Linked DNA regions of Zea mays: region 1 is linked to region 2. Evidence: chromatin contacts called from public Hi-C data. All regions are on one chromosome and are shown on one strand. The core of a region is the stretch at or near the end of the contact, and the rest is flanking DNA. Distances in the headings are between cores, read along the strand shown. Region 1 holds the start of LOC103625957 (myosin-binding protein 2). Region 2 holds the start of LOC100275167.

Evidence for each region. Hi-C and Micro-C count contacts between places; a contact is called where the count stands out from the background.
Region 1: a Hi-C map of bundle sheath shows a contact between it and region 2, with 3 times the contacts expected there. The contact joins the promoter of LOC103625957 here to the promoter of LOC100275167 in region 2. A contact is called at or near these places in 3 of 25 Hi-C or Micro-C datasets (bundle sheath, ear and leaf).

Annotation. Positions count from the first base shown.
Region 1 is chr5:12,121,045-12,125,910 of Zm-B73-REFERENCE-NAM-5.0, forward strand. It overlaps LOC103625957 (myosin-binding protein 2), which reads left to right and starts at 2,373. Exons shown (of 4, transcript XM_008646357.4): 1 at 2,373-3,896; 2 at 4,389-4,866. The coding sequence starts at 2,861.
Region 2 is chr5:11,570,812-11,576,271 of Zm-B73-REFERENCE-NAM-5.0, forward strand. LOC100275167 reads left to right here and starts at 4,083. Exons shown (of 2, transcript NM_001149321.2): 1 at 4,083-4,288; 2 at 4,411-5,310. The coding sequence starts at 4,214. The coding sequence ends at 5,019. It also overlaps the pseudogene LOC113218514.

The sequences.
Region 1 (4,866 bases), core at 1,123-3,622, 550 kb after region 2:
AAATTGAGAAGAAGAGGAATTTGTTCCATGACTACAATGTGATTAGCTCCTCTCCTCCCAGCTTGTTTTCAGATGGTTCCAGTGTTGAATATGTTCTACTTTAAGCAGGAAAGCAGGCAACTAGACAATCACAAAGGTACAACAGGTCATCTCCAACAGGCCGTGTAAACGCCAGTGCAAAATACTGTTTTACACTGTAGATTGCATTGTTTGCAGAGTGAAGTTTGAAATAGTGAGTGAGATAAGGAGCAGGATAAAGAGTCTGCTGGAGATAGTCTTACACCACACATCAGGCCGTGGCTGCTCTCCCCAATTAGAACAATGGAACTGGCAATGAGACGAATGTGGACTGCAAAATGGCAGTGCATTGCAGCAGCAACACCCAATGGCAAATGCTGTGCTGGACGTATTTGAGTGCCTGAGGGACGCAAAGGTTAACAGGATATCAATGGTGACCATGTGGATGGAGGTGTTGAGGAAAGCGAGCTTGCCAAGCCGTGGAGAGTGCAGAGGATGGATGAACTTGACGTCTTAAGCCGGAGGATGGACGGGACTTGATTTCTTAAAGCCGGAGGTTGAGGTTGATGCAGGGGCTGCGCAATGAAGCAGATATTTTGTTGGCTTTTTGGTGATGTGCTGCTGCCACCCGTTGCCCATATGTTACTACATGTATTGAAGTTAGGCTGGCTTTGTTACGTCTTCGTCAGTTTTGCTCTTACCTTTCCGGTCTAGAAAGCCTCGGGCTATTATTTCCGAGTTTAACAATTTGAGCAGTACTAATCTACGATTACTGGATTAGCGTTGCTGTTCGCATGTCTTCCTCTTGTTGATCGCTGCAGATGATAACTTTATTCATGTTCTTCAGGCTTTCACATTCCCAATTAGAAGCTATTGTACATATAACCATTGAAAGAATGATAGAAGCTATTGTACATATAACCATTAAAAGAACGATGTCCTATTTTTCTTGTAAGCCACTTCTGTTCTGAACGATTTCCCCTAGCATCTCAAACTTCAATTTTGTCTTCTGCTACAACGAGTTCACCGTCGAGATCCTTGTCGCTGGCAGGTCTTTCGCAATACCTCCGCGTGGAGCTGGGCGAATTCATGGCATTCATCACGGTGAGCAACATCCTGCTCGAGCTGAGCACAAGATCGGCTCCGGATAACCTCCGCCACCCGCGCCGACGAACAGCGAGCGGTCCGCCGCTAGCCGCAGGGGAAGAGATGAAAAAAAATTACTCACTAGTTCTGGCATATGCGGTTGCGGAAGCACCGGGGAGAGATGAAAATTTATATTGATGGGTGAAAGTCAACCCTTTCGTTGGCTTGAGGCGACAGGCAAAAATCATGAAACCAAACGATAGACAGGCAAAGACCAGGCAGCTGTCGATCCAAGCCGTGGAGACGACTGGATGATCTGATACATTCAAACGGGACAAGGACAGTACGGACAGTTGGGTGTGGTTGGTTCGAGTCTCGACAAAAATTGCAGGCAAAAACTGCTCCAGGGGCAACAGTTGCCTAGCCGGGCGGACGACGACGAGCAGCCAGGCAACTCACCAACCAAACAGATAAACAGAAGCGCAGGCAGGACTGCAGGTCCACTTTGCCGTGCCGATTCCGTGTTCCGACGCTTTCCTCCCGCTCGCGGTCGCGGTTGCGTCGCGGATAGGGTGGACAGAAAAAAAAATCGAAAAAAAATGAGCCCGTCCGTCCAAGCCGCAACGCGATGGTGAGGGTTGGTGACCGACCGGACCGATCAGCCCGCCGGCTCGCCGTCCAGGTGACGCAACGCCGGTCCCCGGAAAAAGACAGGCGCGTAGAAATCCACCACTGATGCTGATTGCTGAAACGGAAAACGGGAAAAGAACGAACGAGACGGTCCTCCTGCTACTGGACACCGCGTACTGCGTCCTAGTCTACTATGCTAGTACTGGACGACGCTGCGTACTGCACTATGCTACTGGCACACGCACCAGAATCTAGCTGACGCCGTAGTCATCATCGTCGCTTCCTTCCGTGTTCACCTTCAAAGATGCTCATCGGCCAATGGCGGCATGACGCACTGAAGGAGGACTCGTTTCCAACGGCAAGAAAAGGAACCGTAGTTACATGTTCAGTCTAGGGCTCTGCTTGCTTTTACTGACGTAACTGACCCTTTTTTTCAGTCGCCGGCGGGCTAATTACCACCGACTCACCCACTAATGCGAATTACTGACTCAGCGCCCGTTTTTTTTCTTTCCGTTTTCGCGATATTTCTCGGGTTCGAAGTCGCGCATCCGGCATCCTCACCTCCCTGGAGAGATTTTGATATTTGCCATCAGCAAGAAACAGGTTTGTAAAATTGCCATTAGACCCACATTTCATAGACCCAGCTGGACCCACAATTCATAGACACAGTGGTAATTATAACAGGAAGACAATATTGTGAGTGGCAAAAATCCAATTATCTCCGCTCTCGCAATCCTGTCATTATCACTAGTCCCCGCCCCACCTCCTCTCCCTGTAAAGATTTCGTTCGTTCCTCTTCCGGGTTCCTGATCTCGGTCTCGGTCCCCGATTCGACCTGTGGAGTCTTTCCTGCAATCTGTAGCAGTAGCACGTTGCCTCGGGAGGAGTTTGTGCGTTCCTCCAGAGGAGCCGAGTCCGTCAGTGGTCGCTTGCCACTAGCGCGAATCACGTCCGGGTTGCGTCCTCCACTCCGTGCCAATCTAATTCCGGGCGCCCGGGGAAGGATTCGGGACGGAAGGCACTGGTTTCTGTGCTTCCTTGGATTCCACGGTGAAACCAGCCTGCGTGGTCCGCGCCGGCTCCCACCGCATTCCGGCGAGTCCCGAGTAACCTCGCTGTGGGGGGGATGGTGTCGCAGGCTCCCATGGCAGGGGCGGGCGCGGGCGCGGGCGCCAACCTCACCGCGGCGCTGTGCAGGAAGAGCAACCGCGTCGCGCGGGTGCTCGCGTACGCGCTGCTCGAGTGGGTCCTCATCGCGCTGCTTCTCGCCGACGGCGTCTTCTCCTACCTCATATCCCGGTTCGCCGCCTTCTTCGGGCTCGCGCCGCCGTGCGCGCTCTGCTCCCGCCTCGGCGTCGACAGCCTCTTCGAGACCCACCCCCGCCACCGAGGCGTCGGCGCCGAGCCCCTGCGCCGCTTGCTGTGCGACGTGCACGCCGCCGAGCTGTCGCGCGTCGGGTACTGCAGCGCGCACCGCCGGCTCGCGGACGCCGGGGACATGTGCGAGGATTGCGCCGCCGCGGCGGCGGCGGCGCCCGGGAAGGCGTTGCTGTCATGGATGGGCCAGAGCGAGCTCGGCGAGCGGGACCTCGCCTGCGCCTGCTGCGGCGTCGCGCTCGAGAGTGGCTTCTACTCGCCACCGTTCTTGCTCACCGCGTCGGCGCCCCGTGGCTCAGATTGTGGGCACAAGGAAGAGGAAGAGGCAGCCAGGCCAAATGGAGACGTGGTCTTCGTCTCCGAGGAAGGTCCTGTGATCGAGCTTTTCGACGAGAAGCCATTTGTGGAGGGTGACTCAATCGGCGTCTTGGCTTGTGGTGCCGAAGTTGTTGCCAATGTTGAGCGGCTGGTGCCTCTTGAATCAATTGACTCGTTGCCCGTCGCCATGGCCACCATGTTATCTCAATCCGGTGTTGAAGGAAAGGAAGCAGTTGATCATGATGATGTAAGGCAGAATAACGTGGATATGGAGCACACAGTTAGTACCGATGAGGAGACAATTGTCATGACATCTGATGATGACAAGGTTGATGATGTGGTTGATCGGCTGATTGATGAACATATTGCAGCCGTAGTCTTTGTGCCAGCTTGTATAGAATCTACGCCTAACGATGGGATAAATGCAGGCAAAACGGTGGAGGCCTTTGCCTTTGCTGATCATCAGTGTAAGTCATTCCTCCTTTGATAAAATTACCTTTTCTGTCATTCTAGTTTAGCCATACTGACTATAACTCTGAACATCGCTTTTATTGTGTCTGAGTTTATTAATGCATTTCTGTTTGTTCTGCCCACCTTTAGTGCTGAATCAGAATTTAGTTATTTCTATCTACCAAATGGAGTCAAGGTTCTGCCCATTTTTTCACTGAGCTGTGCTATTGTACATTTGTACCACTTCAGTCATTCTAGATTTGGGATAGCAGTGGGATATTCATTGCGTTTTTACTGTCATTATATCTAATGAACCTATAGCTGAACACTTGAACTGGTGGGGAAAAAAGGGGAAAAGTAACCTAAGAAAAATTGATAGGATGGAATGGACCTCTCAACAGAATAGAAGGCAAACTATATAATTTACTGTCCTTGAAGTTGTTCCGTGATGTTTTTCTCTGTTTCAAGGTAGTTAGTCATACACCTTGTTTTCAAAATATTAAATGCAGCTGCTGAGGATGACAGTGGATTGAAAGATAAGGATCAGAAAATATCTGATATATCTGAGGATGAGCAAGCCGAACAGGCTACTCCACAACAGGAATTGTGTGCTATGCCGACAAATCCTAGTGACCATGAAATTGTTGAGAGGTTAGACAGAAGTATTGACTTGGAGCATTTTCCACAGGCTAAGTCAAAGCATAAAATGAACTCTATGCCAGTGGAAGCTTCTGAGCATGTCACTGTAACTCAGATTGAGGAGAAGCAGGTTCAGCAAGCTGAGGTAACTCAGGAGTTGGATTCACTACCAATATGTTCTAGGGAGCAAGCTGAGGTAACTCAGGCTGGGTTGGAACAAGATTGTGGCTCTGTGCCAATTGATTCTGGGGAACATGGTTGCCTGACTTCATATGCTCATACTGATGTTGAGCAAGCTGAGGTGAAGCAGAAAGTCACTTCTGTAACAAGAGATGTTCTCGATTATGC
Region 2 (5,460 bases), core at 2,833-5,332:
ACGAAGAATTTGGGGATTGAGAGGCTAAACCTAAACTAGACTAGAACTACTCCTAGGATAAAATGCGAATAAAAGTTGTATTGATTCGATTGTTGATGATTACAAATCGGCCGTAGACCTCTCTATTTATAGAGGAGGGGGGCTGGACCCTTTACACAACTGATTTCGAGCTAATCCCGCGAATATAGCTAACAACCGTAGCACAAAACTCGGAACCCTACTCTGCTCTGCGCATGCGCGGACAGTCCGGCCTACAGGCGCGAACCGTCCGGACCGCGGACCGTCCGGCCTCCGGGCCGGACAGTCCGCCGGCTCACTTTCGGTTCGAACAGCCCTAATGCTCCTCACAATCCCAACCATTTCTCCCTACCATCCGTCAATTCCTGTCCTCTCTTTCACACGATCATGCCATAGAGTACCTTGACACAATGAGTGTCTTTCGCCACACTAAATTGTTACTATCTCCATTCCAGATAAAATATTTTGGCTTTTCTAGTTATATTACTCTACTACAGTCATTCTAAATTATAAGGGTGTGTTTGGATTTCCTAGTCTAAATTTGAGTTGGCTAAAATCGAGGACTAAAAGAGTACCGTGATTTAGCTCATCTGTGTCGTTTGAAGGTTTTTTTAGGTTGGCTAACCTTTAGACAATATTTCAAACCTCCTGTTTGGCGTATCAAAATTCAGAGTAGACCAAAATTTAGTGGCTCAACCTTAGTCTGGGACCTGAAGTAGGTCTAAAACACCTATTTTTTTTGGATACATTGTTTTTATTGTATATTTAGACATAATACATATATGTGCATAATAAAATAACGAGGCATTTGTAATTATACCCCTCTCTAGTTTTGTAATTATGATTTTACCCCTCGTTTTTTTAACTTTGTGATTTTACCCCTTCGTTTTAAAAAGGAAGCGATGTCATACCCTTGCCCCGTTTCGTGCAGTTAAACGGTGTGAAATTTGATGTGAAAAGATAAAAAAATGTCTATATAATTTATTGTGATTTTATCCCTCGCTATATAATATAGTTTTGATTTTACCCTAGTTGGGGTTGTGCCAGCCCATACATAATAGGAGTGTAGTTCGAATCTTTCACCTTTTTCTTATCATTATATTTTAGATTTTTTAATCACTAATTATGATTTTCACTATGTTGAGAGGGAGCGACCAACAGTAACTTCGTTTTCAAAACTAAAGGATAAAATTATAAAGTTGAAAAATGGACCAACAATGGGTATAATTACAATTGACCGTAAAATCAATGTATCTTAAAAGGTTAAAATATCTTTATAATTTAAAATGAGGATAGTACATAGTAAAAATAATTTATCTTGAAAAGTAAAAGGCAGCTGAATAGATAGAGTAAGGGGGTGTTTGGTTTCTAGGGACTAATGTTTAGTCCTTACATTTTATTCCATTTTAGTTCAAAATTTGCTAAATACTATATTTAGCAATTTTATATACTAAAAAGGAATAAAATGAAGGGACTAAACATTAGTCCGTAGAAACCAAACACTCCTAAAGGAGTCGATTTATTTATCTATATAAAGCAAAACAATGGGTGGCTCTAAAGTGGAGTGACCCACCCTACGGCCTCCTTTGGTAGCCTAGGATCCCTAGAGGATCCCGGCCCATTCCCTGGCTATAGAAACCGCGGGCCGAATTGTCCACAGGGAAAAAAAATATTTGTTTGGTGAGCCACGCTCCCATCCGGATCCGCGGGGGAGGACGGCGATTTCGTCCCCAGCCTCATGAGGTCGGGAAGGGGTTCCCGCACCCACATTTGTGAACCTCGCCGGCGCCCATCCCCTGCCTTCACGAACCCGCCGCCGCCCGTCCCCTACTCTTCCTCGTGCACCCACCGTCGCTCGTCCCCTCGTCTTCCTTGCGCACTCGCCGTCGCCTCCTCCTCACCCTCACGCACTTGAGGCCAGCTGCAGAACGAGGTCGGACGGCGGAGACGAGGTCGAGGTCTACGACCTCCTCAACTTGCGCAAGACTGCCGAGACTGCAGGGACAAGCTCTTTGCTGCCTCGTCAGCTGCTAGCTGACTTCTCGTGAGTACTCCTTTTTTCTTTCATTCTTGCCTTCACATCCACCACCCGCGCCTTGCTGTAGCTTAGTCGTACGTCATAGTTTGCTGTATGAACACCAGAAGAAGAAGGTCGTGAACAGCAACACGTACACCTTCACGGCCACCATCTTCCATATATGCTGGTTTGAGTGGAAAGGATGATTAATTTGCACGGTTGCTATGCTAGCTTGGGATTGAGAGATGAATGTCGAATGCTTGCTGCTGATGGAATTAACTAGTTTGATATTTGTAGCAAGGCCCAGGAGCTAGCAATGTAAGTAGGGTAGAACGTTGAGCTACCTGTGAAGTTCTAGTCTGAATCTCAAGAACTTCTTTTGCCTTTGTTTGCAGGTTTGTAGTATGTGAATATCTTATTTGACAAAGTAATTCTCTGAACTTTTTATGCACTTTTTTACTGCATAAGGCCTGAATTTTTTACTGCCTTTGTTTGCTATTTCAGTTTTTTTTTCTAGTAAAATCTGCTATTTAGTTACCTCTATTATTTAATTGCTTAAATCTGCTATTTCAATTTTGTTTCTAGTAAAATCTGCCGATATTTGAGTTCAGCTATTTATGTTTACATAAGCAAGTGCTTCATAAACATCTAAATCCACACCTTTGTTCCAGTTCAGCAACGTCTTCTCTTTATTACAGATGTGCTGATCCAATTCAGTTTTCAGAGTATGTTGACAATCTGAATTTAGTTCAAGCAATACCTTCTCTTTATTACATATGTTTAAGCAGGTGCTTCATAAACATCTGAATTCAGTTCATCAATGTCTTCTCTTTATTACTGAATATTGAATTGAATATAAAGGCTTTCATGTCCCCAAATACAGAGAGTCTCCAAATTGGATATTGAACTGAATATAGAGGAATTGAATATATATACATTTGTCTAAGTTTTCTCATCAACAGGTGATACACAAGGGTTTTTCATCAACAAGTGGTCGCCAGAAGAACTGAAACATCAAGATGGCGTTTGCTTTTAGGTCATGCCATTCAGGAGATGATGCTAAGCTAAATAATCACATCTATGTGTACACTGAGACTGTTTTATTATGAGACTATGTTTTATTATGATGCACTGAGACTATGTTTGTGTACACTGAGACTGTTTTATTATGATGCACTGAGACTGTTTTATTAAGCAGTGTGGAGTTCTCGGCTGCTGTTCTCATTTTTAATGCAAGTGTGTTCAATGAGCAGTGTTCAATGACAAACAGTGTTCTCAGCTGCTGCTCATTTTTATGCAAACATTTGTGTCATAGTTCTCAGGTTGACAAATATTTTTATGCAAGTATGTTCAATGAGCAGTGTGGTGTTCAATGAGTAGTGTGCTGAAATAACACACCTGCTGAAAGAGCGGTGTGGAGTTTCCTGCTGGCCGCCAAAGAGCAGCAGGGGAAGGAGCCCCGTCCGGGTTGACCTGCCCAGGGAATCTGGATAACAGGGATTATGGCCCCTAGGTGCTCACTCCCCTGGGTTATCCTCCCTAGCTGCCAAAGGAGCCCTACGTGTCCTCTACTGCGAGATAGTCACGTGGGCCACCACCACTTTCTTCACGCCTTCTTCACTCGTTTATAAATTAGAGTCAACGGACATTCCTACGGTTTGCCGTCGAGTGTTTTGCTAGCGTTTATTTCTCCACCGGTTTCCACGAGTGAAGAAATTAGAATCCCCTATCTCCTTTGCATTGCATCCTACTGCGTACCATTTTTCCACGGCGCTCCAGTGTCCTAGTTTGGCCGGCCGGGGCCGGGGGGGACGTGTCAACAACCACGGTCGACAGCAGTCAGCGGGCGCCGCGCCAGCAGCAGCGCCGAACGGTGAGCCGAGCCGATCCGAACCCACCCGTTGGAGCGCGAGCGAGAGCGCCCGCGGGTCACGGTCACCCCCGGACCCGGTACCACGCGCGGAACATCCGACAGATTCCTTGTCGAAACTGTACTTGCATTCCATTGAGGCCCGCCTCAGCGGCAGCGCCCTTCCCAGTCTCAGATCCGCGTCGTCGCGGCCCCTCCCCCCTCTCCCGTGCGCTGCGCCCCCAATTCCCGCTCCCCACGCACCCAGACACGCCGAGCGGGAGAGGAAGCGACAGCCAGCAGCCGAGGCGGCCAGCGCCAGCGCAGGCATGACCACTCCCACTCCCAGTGGCGACGGCTCGCCCCCGGGCTCCTCCGACCTCGTGCCCCCTTCCTACCCCGAGGCAAGCCTCCCTCCCTCCGTTCCAACCCTACCTCTTTCGACTCCTCTCCGCTACTCCTTTCCGCCAGATCTGCGCCGATCTGCGGAATCGACTGACCCGTGCGCCTGCCCTGGCTGCTGCAGATGATCGTCGCCGCGATCGCAGCCCTCGCCGAGGAGAACGGCTCCAGCCAGGCCGCCATCGCGCGCCGCATCGAGGCGCAGGCCCGCGGCGACCTGCCGGCCTCGCACCCGGCGCTCGTCGCCGCCCACCTCTCGCGCATGTCCGCCGCAGGGGAGCTCGTCGCCGTCGCGGGGGGGAAGTACGCGCTGCCCCCGCCGCCGGCGCAGCCGGCGCCGGAGTCACCGGCTGACGACGGCGAAGACGACGACGACGACGACGACTGCGCCGACGAGGTGGACGAGGAAGAGGAGGCGCCGGAGCCTCTGCTCGTGCCCGTGCCTGTGCCGCAGCCGCCCGCCAAGCGCGGGCGTGGGAGGCCCCCGAAGCCGCGGCCCGCTGGCTTCCCCATCGGCGTCCCCGGAGCCGCTGCGTCCCCCGCCGCCGCGCCGCGACGGCGCGGCCGCCCTCCCAAGCCGCGTGACCCGCACGCGCCGCCCAAGATCCCGCGCCCGCGCGGCCGGCCGCGCAAGAACCCGCTCCCGGAGGGGATGGCCCCGCGCCCGCGCCCCGGCGCGCCGGCGTCGGCCAAGGCAGCGCGCCCGCAGTTCGCCGAGGTCGGATTCGTGTGACGCGAGGGGCTCTCACCCGCCGCGGCGAGCTGGCGCAAGCTAACATTCTGCCCCTGTTTCAGCTCTTGTCTGTCTGATGTGGGTCTCGTCTCAGTTCGTGTGTTGCTGTCTAATCCGGGGAGGGTAGGGGGGCAGGAATATGAATGGAGGCAACTTCGTCGGTGTGTTGGTGTCTGTGTAGTCTCTACGTTAGTATTGGTGGGTGGTGGCCGGAGTGGTGTGGCTCCGGCGGTGTATCCCGTGTCTCCTCGCCGCGTTCGCGCAATCCAATGCAGTTGTCTGATCGTTTCATTTGCCTGCCTTGTCTTGTGATTCAGCCAAAATCGCAGTGATCTCGCAGCTCTCTTGGCCGACGGGTAGGTTGTGTTCTACTAAAGCTCGCATGGAATATGCCTGTTTAGGGCTTGTTCGGTTATTCCTATCCCATGTGGATTGGATGGG